Regions from separate parts of the Lactuca sativa genome. Here region 2 is linked to region 1. Evidence: chromatin contacts called from public Hi-C data. All regions are on one chromosome and are shown on one strand. The core of a region is the stretch at or near the end of the contact, and the rest is flanking DNA. Distances in the headings are between cores, read along the strand shown.

Region 1 (7,824 bases), core at 1,635-4,134:
CATCATGTGTTCTTGATTTTAGTCCCTTTACTGCTTATTACTTTATTATAAAGAAAAAGAAAAAATAATAAAAATAAAAAGAGACAAACATGATCATTTTGCAATTTCCGAAAAAAAAAGATAAGTATGGAAGTGGTTCTTTTGTTTGATAGACATATAAATTAATTAAAATAGTTTCGTCCTAGATAATTTGATTTTCGATAACTTAAGTTTTTATTTAATAATAAACTTATAATATATAATTAAGATTTTTTTTTTCTTAAAAATATTTGAATAAGAATATTCCAAAAATAACTGTAGGAGAGTGAGTTGAGTTAAAAAAAAAAATGGGCCATGTTACACTCTTTGTTTTAGGTTGGGCCTCGGGAGTTGCTAAAAATACATCTCGTGAGTTGGAGTTGGAATGATGACCACACGAAACTTTGGTAACCCTGCCACGTTGCCTAATCAGCTTGCGTCATGCAAGGATTTACCCATCGCGTGTCCCCCACGTCTCATACTATATCTATCTCCATATTTATTATTTTTACCCTTACAAAAACTTTCTAAAATAACCAAAACTAAGACGGACCATATAAATTCACACAATCACACACAAAAACAAGATATAAAAAATGTTTAACATCTTTTTCAATCATATATATATGTTTTATAATAACTATACAAGTCTTTCATGTTATTGAAATGTTATGATATATATATATATATATATATATATATATATATATATATATATATATATATGTGTGTGTGTGTATTTTGTATGGATATATTTTTGTAGAATGTCGTGTGGAAGGAACTATTCCCAAAACCAAAAGTTTTTTTGTCTACAAACCCCACATCAACATAGTGCCAGTTGTAAATACTTTTTCACCATCAGTCGACTCTCTTTCATGACATACCTCATTGGATCTGATGTTGATTTAATTGAATATATGACCACTCGAACAGTCGAAATATTTTTAGTAAAAACAAAATCGATATGAAACAATAACTATTTTATATGAATAAAAGGATATATATAGGATAATTCTTACAGTTTCAGTTTCATTTAGAACTAATATAATTAATAATTTGACTAAAAAAACTTATAAAAATTGTATTTTCTAGATGAAATACTATATATAACTTCTCGAATCATCATGTCATAAGAACTTTGCATAAAAACGTTATGTTTTAATACAACAAAATTGCATATTTTTAAACAAAAAGTACGCTTTTTTGTCATTTTCAAGATTCTCTACACGCAATTTTCTAATATATTTATGTCGTTAGTTATCGAATTAAATGTAATTTTCCTCAATAAATATAATTAAATCAAAATACATCCACACATAGAGCTATCAAAATTTTTAGGATAGAGTAGACCTCCACCATTCCAAACTTCATAAATTTGTTTTCAACACCTTTCATATTAAATTTAATTTTTATATATATAAGGAACTTATATGATTGTTGATTTAATTTTATGTAATGATCAATAACTAATAGTTTTAACAAAAGTATGTTTGTATCAACCATAGTGAATATATTCTATCATAATTAATTTCCTATTCAAAATAATGTAGGAGCTCGAGTTTAAATTTTACACTAATATGTTATCCAACAAGTTGAGATTAATACAATAAAATTTTCTTCTCTTTGGTATATTTAGCAGACATTCTTAAAAATTACGCCCATACATGCATACACATTAATTTATCGATGTATATATATACACATCACATAGATAGATAGCTTGACTTATCCAATGTACAGTTGAATAAATATTATACCTATATAGATAAGCGAAGTATGATATCAAGTTCTTATCTTTATTGTTTATTTTTAGCAAATCATTTTTTTTATTATTTTTTATCATATCATAGATATAATTGAAAAAAATAAAATTAAGGTGGGTTACCGAGGATGATAGTTCCAGCTGTCCAACGTCCAGTCTTTCCTTTGATAGCTGGTCGGCCATGGAAATCTACAGTTCCATCCAGGGTGCTTGTCCCTTCTTCATCATCATTAATACACTTCACCTGCCATTTGTTTAGTTAACTTAATTAGTTCTAAAAAAATATTTAATTGCATGTTTTTAATCTAAAAAATAATTATCTTCGGGTTTAAAAACTTGAAGGCTGTCATACTAATGATCAGTGAAAGATCCCAAGGTAAAAGTTTATAGTAAGATTTCAACTAATTTTACGAGTGCTCGAGAACTATCCATTCAGTAAAATATGTCCTACAGCAATCTGTGTGCATGTGACGTGTGTTTTTAAAAATCCGATCTATTTTGAGTTTCTCGAAGTGAATGCACGTGTCATAATCATTTGACACTTGATGCATGGCTCTTCAGTTATCAAATCAAAAAAGTTTCTGGAAAATCAAATTAATCGATCTTAAGTGAAAGACTCGATTCAAGTCATCAGATAAGAAATGCAAAATTTTAATTACACCATTGTCAAAAAGTTTATTGCGGGTAGGAGATGCAATGTATGCTTACTGCTTAGGAAATAAATGTTTGACAGAGATAGTTTAAGGAAAAAATGTTTTATAGTGAACAAAGTACCTAAACTACCCTTGATGAAATCAGAAAATACAAGAATGTTCCATTTCTTGAACGATATATATAGAACTAAAAATAATTACAGTTTTTGCGATATAGAAGGGTATAGAGAGAGAGAGAGAGAGAGAGAGAGAGAGAGAGAGAGAGAGAGAGAGAGAGAGAGAGAGATGAAGCAAGCACCTTCTTAGATATGTTGATGGACTCCATTTCTGTTGAAGCTAGAGAGAGAAAGTGTGTGTTTGATAGAGAGAGAAAGGCTTGAAGATTGTAAGTGACAAATTGTTGAAGAGGCTCTGAGGAAGATGGACAAAACAAGAGTAGAATAAGGAGGTGGTCTTATAGGCCTTGTCTTACTACATTCAACGGTCCAGATCAATGCGATTAAAACTTTTTCAAACTCTATCAACCACATGGTTTTTCCGTATATTTTTTTTATAGTGTTGTAACAATTTCTATTTTTAGCATTTATTAATTATTATTATTAAAAATATTTTTTAGCCTTATCGATGGTCTAGACAATGTTAAAAGCGACTTAACATCTTTGTGTTTTATTTTCATCCTCAAAGAATATGAGGAAATTCGAATTATTTTTAAAAAATGGGAGAAGAACTCAATCTTGATTTTTTTTTTTGTATAAGTCTCCATTTGGTATCATACCTTGTAAGAAATGCAACTTTATAGTCATGAAATTTTTGAGTTTTGTAGAAAAAAAAATTATATTAGGTTTATATGGTAGTTAGATGAAGACCTAAATACTAATTTGATGGTTAATATGAAAATAACATGTTCATACTGTCAACCCTTGTAGTTGTGGACTATGATTTAATTTTTATTTGATTAAACAAGTAATGCATTTTGTGGAATTATGATAGGATAACAATGTGATACATAAAATTTTCTCTTTATACTATAAGTTTTCAAAACATAAAGCTTAATGATATTTTTAACTATTCTATTCAAAAAAACGATATTTTATTTATATCAATTTGTTAATGTTGTTTTCAATTGTGGTCGCACTAAAAATACCTAAATAAATGGGCCCCCTTTTTCTCAAATCGCTTCCTTTTGGCCTTCTATTTGGGTGCTTTTTCCCATTGATGATGCAATCTTTTTTATCGTTTTTTATCCTTTATTATTGAAAACACCATTATTTTGATTACAAATATTATTTCGCTTGTTTAATCAGATTTTGATTTATTGAGTCGTCGATTTAATCGGTTTACAAAATCTCTAAATTAATTATTTAATTGTAACTAAATCAAATAAGATTAAGGACGGTTTCGGTAAAACTAACTGCTAGCGGGTAGCTAGTAATGTTTTGTTAAACGCTGCGTGAGATAACTTTTAGATTTATGTGGTTTTGTTTAAATTAAACGCTAAAAGTTTATAGTGTCAAACGAGACATTTTGTTTAAAACGGAGCGTTTTGTCAAACGTTAGAAGATAGATACTCCTAAACGTTTTGTGTCAAACACGTCCAAACTTTAATTATATAAAATATTTGGTTTAGGTTATTCGGTTCATCTTACATGTTAATCTGAATAATATTTTACAAACATTTTTATAATATTGATTCTTAAACACCATCAAAACTTAACAGGTTTCGTTCGTAAAAAAACTTACAAAAGTTATTACAAGGGAGTAGATCGTATGAAACATCATCTAGACTTCATAACTTTAAATATATTGAAATAGTGAAAAATACACAACATAAAAGTTGACAAATAATATGAAACTATTAATCTAATGACTTATTGGAGTTATTCGATTTATCCGAATTGGTGAATAATCAACCAAAACCGAACCAAACAAATTCATTTGTATTCGGTTAGCCGAACCAAATAATTCAAATCTCAATTGGTTCGGATGTTTATCCGGATTTTTTTTTCCAAAAACATCTAGTTTTGATAAATTTCTAAATTAGAAAAGTCTTTCTTGCTATTTGTTACGGTTTCAGTGCGGGTGGAAAGCAAGAAACAATCTATGGTACAACAAGATTCATACAACTTCTTCAAAGTTGGCGCACAATATTATTTCTCTTTTTTTTTATATGGTTAAAACATAGGTGTAATTTTGATAATTGTAAATGAGAGTTTTGAGTTTGTTCCCCTTTTAACAATCTGTAAGTTGTTTTTTGTTTTTCCCGGCCTTTCTATTTTTGGCCATGGTTTTATAATATTCGCCAGTTCCAAAAAAATGTATTTAAAACTTGCATCCTCGAACACGCCTTCCAAAAATTTGTGATGAACTTTGAATGGAATAAATGAAATTGACGGAGAAAATATGAGTAAAATTTCAATTATCTACAACCTTACGGGTAACTAGATAAATAAAACTTCAATTGATAGAAAAAGAATCAGAGTTAAATCTTAAATATCCAAAATCTTAGGGGGTAAAATGCAATAAATAAACATAAAAACAGAATTTTGAAATATTTAGAATCTTGGGTGGTAAAAAGGGATAAATTACACAAAAAATAAAAAAATTAAAATAGAGTAACTTATAGAAATGACCCAGGTTTAGTCTAGTCTAAAGGTATAGTCCAACATTTTGGAAAATTGATGCCAAACATCCCCATAGTTTCATTTCAAAACAGACGAGTTTTATTCTCAGCCATTGGCACCCAAAATTGGGTCAAAAACCACCGTCAAAAACCATTTTGACTTTTGGTAAAATAACTCAAAAACCATTTTGACTTTGATAAAATAACTCAATTTGATATGACGTGACTTACAATAATAAATAATTTTAATTTATCAATGATTTCTTGATTTTCTTCATACCCCCATCGAACAATCAATTTATCAAAATTAAATAATTTTAATATTTTTACCCTTGTAGTTAACACATATTTTTACTTTATATCCTTTTTTTAATTTAAAAAAGTTATTTTCAGTCCTTCTATATATATATATATATATATATATATATATATATATATATATATATATATATATATATATATATATATATATATATATATATATAATTTTAATTTATCAATGATTTCTTGATTTTCTTCGTACCCCCATCGAACAATCAATTTATCAAAATTAAATAATTTTAATATTTTTATCCTTGTAGTTAACACATATTTTTACTTTATATTCTTTTTTTAATTTAAAAAGATTATTTTCAGTCCTTCTTACTTCGATTTAATATATATATATATATATATATATATATATATATATATATATATATATATATATATATATATATAAAATAAATTTTACAAGAACCGCATCCGATGTATAGAGTTTTGTCACTTTGATGCCACAACATATCAGAACGTTTTAATAGATGAAAAATAATGTATAATGCTCGACGTAATACATATATTCCACCGAATGCACCACGTAATAATTGTAATCTCAATATAGCTGATGTCTCTAATAATTAATTATATTAATTTATATATTATTAATATTACATATTTTATTGTTAATATTAACATATTCTATGTAAAATGTAATCAACTAGGTGGGACCAAGACAACCCCCATCGGTTAAGGAATAATCGTAGATTAATATGGGTTTAATCAAAATAAAAATTAAAACAAAATATTAATATGAAAATAATCAAAGATAAATAAAAATACAATAATTATTATAGTTATAGAAAATCTATTTTTTATGTATAGATAAATAAAAATATAATAATTATTTAATGTTTTTTTTTTCGTTACATCATTCGTTTATGTGTTTTATTTTTTTATTCAGTTTTAAAAGGTTCTATTGTTATTTTTAAGAAAAAACATCATAAATAGTCTCTGTGGTTACCCAAAATCTGAAGTTTAGTCCACATGGTTTAAAAACCTCATAGATGGTCCTTGTGCTTTCAAAACTTTTGATGTTTGGTCCTTTTTGTTAACTCCGTTAGCTTTCTACCGTTAAACGAAAGGTATTTCCGTCATTTAACTATCCAGTGACCTTTTATGAAGTTTTTTTCTTTTATTTATTTATTTTCTTAAAATAAATTTAATATCCAAGGCTCTCTCTCTCTCTCTCTCTTTCTCTCTCTCTCTCTCTCTCTCTCTCTCTTTGTGTGTGTGTAAATCCAACAACCTCCATATATGTTCTTTAACCAAAGAAATTTCCTATAATGTCTCCTTTGTTATCTAACCAAATTATCAAGCAAAACATTTCACCAAAACAAAATTTCGGTATGCACTTGTTTCTCCCTAGCCATATATCGATACTCTTTCTTCCCTTTTCCCCTTGTAATCAATTTCAGGTAGTGGTGTTGGTTGTGATATGGCGGCGTGAAGATGACCGGAAAAGGGTATGACTCATATCTCCATTTGATAAACCATATAATGGGAAACACAAGGATACAAATACTCAGATTTGGAATCAAATACAAAGCAATAAAATCAAACCCAGATATGGAATCTCACTCTCATTTGTTTTGAAAATGTATTCACTGTAATCAAATACAGATCGGTATCAACAGAACATGAAGAAGACTAAAATTGCTTGCGCGACCTCCTCTCTCCCTGAAATCTTTCTATTGTGTCTTTCTCTTGGCACAGATCCTTGAGGGATAGAAATTAAGGGCCAACATCGTCATCGCTGCAACAATGGTTGCCCCGCTAAAATACTGGATGAAATTTTACCCCCCCCCCCCCCAATCTAATACTCAAATCAACTACAATAAACGAAATCATCACAGCCTCCTTATAACCAAATCCAATCTACAGGCAACAAATTATAAAAAGTAACATGAAAGTAGAATGATGAACGAAAGCGTAACATTTTTAAACCACAAAAACTAATATGAATAAATAAAAGGTAAGAATAAATAACAATATGATATATATATATATATATATATATATATATATATATATATATATATAATTTATATAGTTAATTTTAAAAAATAAAAATAATTTTATAAGAAATATATATAAATTCTATTAAAGTAAAGAACAAATTAAATTGTTATATAATAATAATAATAATAATACATTGTTAAAAAAAGATGAAAAAGAAAAAGAAATAATAATATTATTAGTCTTTTATATGAAACAATGACAAAGAATTATAGGGATATAACCTATTAATTTTTAAATTTGAAGGCTAAAACTATAAATCAGACCAAAGCATGAGGACCATTTCTGTAATTTACTCTAAAAAGAAGGTGAAAATAGTTGTGAAAAGAAGTGGACGGTCATTCATTACATTTTTTATAATTTTTTAATTGAATTTATTGTAAATGGTTTTGAGTTAGGCGGTTTTGATTTTTTATTAGGTGTCTTTAAAATCTCTC
Region 2 (7,824 bases), core at 2,147-4,646, 180 kb before region 1:
TGCATTTGGGAGAAGAAGAACCCTTTGGAGAAGTGTTGGTTGTCTTGGAGCTTATAGATCCAGACCTTGTTCACCTTGATCTAGCCTGTGAAGGTATAAAGTTTTAATCTTGATGGCTCATTTATTATATCTTGCTTATGAGTGGGTTTTTTGTGCTTTTTTGTCCCATGAGTTGATTCTTGAGAGTAAATGCTACTCCAGAAGTTTTGAGTTGTTTGTTTTTGATGTTTTGATGTTTTGAGGTCCCTTATTCACGCAAACATGTTTTGATAACATTCAATCTTAAAGAAAAAAATCCCTATCATCAAACATAGGGTTAAACTGATACCCCACCTGAGAATTAAGATGAAGGCATAGGTTACGGCATTGCATTTTCATTTTCAATAGATATTGAAAAAAAAAACTAGAAAAGCTAACAAAAAACTTTGAACATACCTTCTCCTTGAAGTGAGTCTTCATAACATATTGAAGAAATCATAATTACCATCGATTGAGCAGTTCTTGTTAATGGCGGTCCATCGAAAGCGAGGGTCTTCAGCGATGATGGGTAAAAAGCCCATAATACGCCTTCAAAATACCGAGTGCAAGAGTGAAGTCACAAGGTAGAACACCGCCGATGTACTGTCCGGCGATTAGCAGCGCTGGTGTTGAGCACCACCACTTGTGCTGTTATGGTTGTGGTTCTGTGAATGACGAACAGAGACACCAGAACACACACAAATTTCTCGGGTGAAGTTGATGGTTCGATTCCGCCGAGAAGAACCAATGACATCGAAAATAATCGTTTCTTGAGTGGAGCAACAAAGTGGTAGAAAAGGAGAGAGTCAATTGTTTTATGAAGATCCAATGGAGTACATTCTAGAAAAGAAGAAGCCGATGAGATATAGATGAAGCACAATCGATGAGAAAGATAGTAAAAAACGGTGAAAATTAACCCTGATAAACAACTAACCTACAACTAACCTCACCGCCCAGGGTAAGCTACTACTTCATGAGAATGTGGTGATTACATTAATATATTAATCATTTGTATTCGACAGATAGTAATAGTAATTTTTTTTCTTGTCTTATTATTTTATTAGGCGAATGCCCGCGTGTTGCATATAAACACCTATATAGTTGAAGTCTTTACAAATATATGTTTTTTTTTTTAAAATATAACAATAACGTTGTTGTTAAATTTTATATAATAATTTATATACTAAATCGATATAATTTATTGATTATCTTGAATTATATTATAATATATACATCTATTATAACTGCATAATCTCAATCGTTTGAATGACATCTATCCGTGAGTTATACATGAATAAAATTAAATATAATATGATCACCTATATATATATATATATATATATATATATATATATATATATATATATATATATATATATATACATATATCATATTCTAGGCGAATGCCCACGTGTTGCGTAGAAACACCTATATAGTTAAAGTCTTTACAAATATATGTTTTTTAAATATAGCAATAACGTTGTTGGTAAATTTGATATAATAATTCATATATACTAAATTGATATAATATAATGATTATTTTGAATTAATGATAATATATACATCTATTATAACTATTATAATTAAATAATCTTAATTGCTTGAATGACTTCTATCCGCGAGTTACACATTAATAAAATTAAATATAATATATGGTTTAATGTTTTTATAGTTTTTGTTATTGTTAATTAATCTTTTAAAATTTATTTGCTTAATGTTTTAATTTATATCATTATAATTATTTAAAACATCAAACATTGTTTTTTGATTTTAAAGCTAACAATATAATCATTTATATAGAGTTATTTTTAACTATTGTTATTATAATTTATTTTAAGTTGCTTATTTGAAAATTTTTAACAATTATAAAAATATCTTTAGGAAATATTTTAGTTAATTACAATTTAGTTTTTGTATTTATCACTAAATTTTATCACTTTTAACTATTTACAAAATACTATTTGTTTTTTTAAGTGGAACTAAAATTTATATTTAAGTTGACACTGTAATATTATATTTAAATTAACAATTTAAGTATTTTGTCCAAACTGTTCAAAAGTTATAGCTTTAAACTGATAATTGTTTACATACAATAACATTTTAAATATAATAAGTTAAGTATAATATGTTAAAAGTTAAAGACATAACTTTATAAGTTATAAGTAGAAGCAAATATATTATTTTAAAATTGAAATTTAGTTTATTTATGATTACACTTTAGGTTTGATATTTATTTAACCTTATTAACCAACTTATAATCATTATTAGAAAGACACTATAATTTATCACTTTTAATTATTTACAAAATATTCTTTAGGTTGTTTAAGTTAAACTAAAATTTATATTTAATTTGACACTATAATGTTATATTTAAATTAACAATTTAAATATTTTGTCCAAACTGTTCAAAGTTGTAGCTTTAAACTGATAAAGATTTACATACAACAATATTTTAAATCTAATAAATTAAGTATAATATGTTAAAAGTTAAAAACATAACTTTATAAGTAGAAGTAAATATATTGTTTTAAAATTGAAATTTAGTTTATTTATGATTACACTTTAGGTTTGATATTTATTTAACCTTATTAACCAACTTATAATTATTATTAAAAATAAATTAAAAATCATTGAAGTTTCAAATGAATGTGGTGAAAAAAAATGCATGAAAATTTCAAATGAATATACTGAAATAACAAATCCTTCTTTATAGTAGGAGTGAGTGCGATGCGTTTATTGGCAAAAATCTCACCACTAACCGCAAATGCGGTTAATCCATTTTCAAAACCGTTTGGTGCGATTATTTTTGCGTTGTGGTTAGGCGGTTATTTTTGCGGTGCAGTTTTGTTTTTGTGTGTTTCGGTTATTAACCACATGGATTTGGTGCGGTTATGCTGTGTGGTTTTTAACCGCACTTTAGAGTTCAAACAGTTTTAAGATTTTAACATATTACTTGTAATAATAAAAAACCACAAGGTATAAAACAATTAACTTAAATTACAAACGACTAATATCTTAAAAATTTTAAATAACTAGTAATTAACAATAAATACCTTAAAATTGTCAAATTTCACCATTTTCCAAAGTTAAACATACAAAAAAATTAACACTTTTGTCTTCTAGAATTTTATCATTCTTTCATCCATGAAACTTGTCTTATTTTTAATATTTAATATATTAATAATTAATAAAAAATTGTATATAATATATGTAGTGCGGTTTATCGGTTTTTATTGCGGTTGCGGTTTATACGATTTTTACGGTTAATTTTAATTGCGGTGCGGTTTTTGTTTAATTTTATTTAGGGTGCGGTTTTTGTCTGAATGATATATTGAATGATATATGATTAATATATATTACTCCCTTTAATTTAGTTATACAATACCCATTTAACCCCATCGACTTCTCTATCGCTACTCTCACCGGTCACCTCGACGCAACTACGAACTGATATCACTGCATCTGGTCTCACCCTCGAGCCTCGACGAACTACTGCTGCTGATTTCTCTCTCGCTGTCTCTCGATCTTCTTGTCAGGTAGATCCTCCAATTTTCGTAATTTGTAAATCCTTCGTACGAAACAATTGAATGCATAAACTATAAAAACTGAAGTCGAAAATCATTTGAAGAATCGGTGAATAATGATTGAAAAACATGATTTAGGGTTATAATTACGCACCTGTACACAACACACACACACAGATACGCACAGTCGATGCCCTCCTGGTGCCACGAGTAATGGTTTTGGCGTTGATTGCTTGTATGAATCGTCAATTATCGCATACGACCTGTTTTTCCCCGCTGCTGTTTAAAACCAAAACCTCCCTTTAATTTCACGAGTTTCCCGTTACAAGATGCAATCTGTCACTATGCTTATCTTTATATTTTTTCGTACTTGGTTATTGAGGTTTCCAGATGATAAATAAATTAGGTATCCAGATTAGTCTCCAGTTTTACACGATGAATGCACTCTGTCACTACACCTGAAAATCTTCTTATGTTAGGAGTCAGCTTCCTCACCAAGGAGAAAGTGAATTATGATATACCCAACATAAACAACCTAGGTAAGAGTCCAACATGATTGATAGAAAGAATATCTTTCAAAGAAAAGCTGATCATAAAAGAATCATACAAAGAAACGATGAAAATGGACAGTAGTTGGATTTAGTTTAAGCTAATATCATCACTAACTATTACTTTATTAGGTATATAGTGGGTCAAGAAATCCTTTGTAAAAAAATACTGCAAGTTAACAGATTTTTATGATAACAAACTGATATGTATTGATGGTTTTAGTGTCATCAAGCTGATAAACTCAAGTGGCATTGCAAAACGATGAATAAGTTAATTGATTTTGGGAAGAAAGCTATGTTCTACGTTAGGGTTTTATCAGGTTATGAAGAACGCCGTATCAGATCTTATCGATTGGATCTTGAAAAACGTATTATTGAGGTAAGCACTTCACAGTCTTTTTTGAAATCTTTTCAAGTTCATAGATTTTAATGATAACAAAGTGATATCTTGTTGGTGATTAGTGTGATTTAGTTTCTGTGTTTCATCTTTTTCCTTGTATTCATTCCTGTAGGCAGAACGGAAGAAAGCAGAGATTAGAAAGATCCCTGAACAGCTTATTTTATCTGAGGTTAGACAAATGGTGGAGGAGATGAAAGCTGTAAACAAGCAGTTAGAGGACACGGTAGGTTTTATAACAAAATATCTTATGATATTATCATCCTACTTTTGATGAAAATATTTGGGAGTTATGTTTGAAGAGTTGGGTGATTAACTGCAGGAGGCTGCCATTAATGAATACTTCTCACCAGTTGATAAGCAAGCGGAAATGATAGTTGAAATGCAGCTGAAAGAGGAGGAGAAGACAATGAAGCAGATGATGCAAACCATGAAAGCACAGGCTTTTCTAGATCAAGAAGAAGCCCACAAAAATGCAAATCTCAAAATTTCTGAGACAAAACAAGAGACTCCAGACAATGATTCCACTAACATCACCAAAGCTCAAGCAGGATGATAAAACAACAATCATCAAAAGTGATCTTGGTATGTGTTTACAAGAAATTATGCACTGATGATTTTTATATCTACATATAATATATAAGATGGTGAGAATACAATTTCAAGAAATTGTTGTTATGAATGAACTTTCCAGCAATTGGAGAAGATTTGGGGCATCTGTTGGGGTAAAATCCGTTTTTTCCTAAACCTAGATGTTTTAGAAGTTGTGTTGATTAAGATGTTTTAGATGATGGTTTTGTTGTCTAGTCCTCTATTTTGGAGAAAGAGGATTTTTCATTGAGTTTTTGAAGGATTGTTGTAATAAAAGATGGTTTTTAGGCGTAGAGTGTTGTTACAATGTTACTAGACTAACTAACATAGGTGTTTTTAAGATGCTAAATTATGCCAAAAAGTGTTTTTGGTGTTTCTGTTATCTGTCTATGGGAAAAATGTGAACCGTATCAAAACCAAAAACTAAGATTTTAACCGGTTAGACGTTTAACTAAACCGAAAAGTAAAATGAAATAAAATAGAAAAAGATTCCTTTTACCAGAACTAAAGACTAGTAGCCTAGTAGGGTTTGAGGTTCATTTTTCAATTTCATGTTTTGAATAGCCTTGGTCTTGGAAGAAGGGGTGCATAGCATACTAGGATTGATGCACCACCACACGATTGACAAGGAACATGTCTCCACTGGTGCTCGGGACATTCGCCCACAAACCAAAACAACTAGTCCTAAAAAGTTCCTAATAAGGTAGGGAAGAACCTCACAATCTTATTAGAATGAATAAATTACATGAATGGTCCATGAGATTTGGGGCAATCAACATGTTTGATCCCTGTTTTTTTTAATCAAACCATTATGTGGCTTGGTTTTGTTTTGGATCTAGTCTCTACGATATTTGAAATGACATTTATACCATTTCCTATTTCTTTTATTATCTGATTAGGAAAAAGATTTTAAATAAGAAATACACTGCCGCTGAAAACTTCTTAAAGCCACCATTGACTGTCAACCATGCGCCACCACCTTTGTACTTCGCCGCATAAACCTCTCTAAAGCCACCATTGACCATCGAACGTCGACATCCTCCATCACACCTCTTTTCCGCCATAAACTTCTCTAAAGCAACCACCGAGCGCTGATATGCACTTTAAAGCCGCCACCTGCTGTCAACATTCACCACCACCTCTCTATCTCTGTACTGTGTCGGAAACCTCTCTAAAGCTACCATCGAGCGTCAATCTATACTCCAAAGCCATCGTATTTCTCTGAAACAGGTATCATTGGGTTTAAAAAACAAAGCATAGATCAGAAACAACCATCATCATCTCTCTCTCTCTCTCTCTCTCTCTCTCCCACTCGCTTTGTCGTTGGGAACATTTGAAGAAAGTGTTGACGAAGAACCGATGGCCTGCGAGCACCAAGATAGCTTTCAAATATCACCTGCTTCATTAATCTTCTTCTCAGAAATGAGATTTCGATTTCTGATTTCTAGGTTTCATCATCCATTGATTTTCAAATGATTCGAAGATTGCTAAAATTAGAGGCTTTTGTTGTTTAACTGGTTCGAATTTTAAGATAACAATGAAAAGGCTGTTTTGTTGGCTTTCTTGATTTATGTCTTTTTGTTAATTATGTTTTCCTAGTGATTGAATACGATTTTGAGGTGGTGATTAGTGGCGGTGGTCGGAATTGTTGTGTTGATGGTGGTTGTCGGAATTGTGGTGTTGATGGTAATTGTTGTGTTGATTAGTGGCGGTGGTCGGAATTGTGGTGTTGATGGTAATTATAGGTAGTTGTTGTTGAATCTTTGAACAAGTAGTGTGTGAGTGAGGATATGGAGTGAAATCAGTGGGTCCCAATAAATAAATAGACAAAATAAAATATATAAATAAATAACAAAAAGTAATAAAATTTTAAAAAAAGAAATGAATAAAAGAAAATACAAGTTAAAGTTTGAGTGATCATCCGAGTTGCTAAAAAGATGTTAAAAATCAAATATAAAGATTACTTCAAAACCTTACGACTGTCTGTAGGGCCCTACAAGTTAAAGTTTAACTTGTATGATTTTGTTTCTTGCGTTTGAATTTGTTCATCTTCTTCATCTCCCAGAAATATGAAATCGAAAAAGCCTTTTTCAGGTTTGATTTTACGGTTGAATTTGTTCACCTTCAAGGGATGTGTTGGAGATGAAAGAAACTGGAAAGATCGAATTTGAGAATCCGTTGATTGAATTTCATAAAATTTTATCTAAAAGTAAAATGAAAAAGGAAGAGGTGAGGATACGGATGCTAGAGAGGAAATGGAGATGGAGATGAAAACAAAACAGGAGAAATATGCCGACTAAGAAGGGATATAGGCTTACCCTTTCACCTCTCCTGTAAATGACCTTTTTAACCCATAATATTCAAGTTTATGCCTCTAGAAAGCCAAAATAAAACATGAGGAACTTTTAAATCAAAACACAAAAGTTTACAGGGTATTAGTGACATTCACCCTTTAATATATTCAATTCAAGTACATTAAGTGGTTAAAAACCCATATATATGATTTTTTTATATCTTTTAGTTTATGTCAAACCTTTTGCTAGTTTGTACTCGGCCGTTCTAAAATATTGATTCTTGGTTTGGATATACCTTCAAGGTAAGGGCTACATCGTAAATAAATAATTATTATAAAATAGTTGTTCGAAATTTAATAAAACATATCCATTTTATTAAACTTTGGATACGTTTAAGTATAAATAAATATTGTTTATATTATTAATCTTTAGTGAGTTATATTCTTCGTGAG

What was found. Hi-C and Micro-C count contacts between places; a contact is called where the count stands out from the background.
Region 2: a Hi-C map of leaf shows a contact between it and region 1, with 4 times the contacts expected there. The contact joins the promoter of LOC111907360 here to the promoter of LOC111907361 in region 1. A contact is called at or near these places in 2 of 4 Hi-C or Micro-C datasets (both in leaf).

The regions. Positions count from the first base shown.
Region 1 is chr3:22,797,404-22,805,227 of Lsat_Salinas_v11, reverse strand. It overlaps LOC111907361 (protein NRT1/ PTR FAMILY 7.3), which reads right to left and starts at 2,884. Exons shown (of 5, transcript XM_023903133.3): 1 at 2,732-2,884; 2 at 1,904-2,024. The coding sequence starts at 2,758.
Region 2 is chr3:22,982,594-22,990,417 of Lsat_Salinas_v11, reverse strand. LOC111907360 reads left to right here and starts at 3,396. Exons shown (of 4, transcript XM_023903132.3): 1 at 3,396-3,554; 2 at 4,314-4,469; 3 at 4,603-4,713; 4 at 4,810-5,371. The coding sequence starts at 4,353. The coding sequence ends at 5,043. It overlaps LOC128132580 (a long non-coding RNA gene), which reads right to left and starts at 4,314. Exons shown (of 2, transcript XR_008230666.1): 1 at 3,697-4,314; 2 at 3,415-3,614.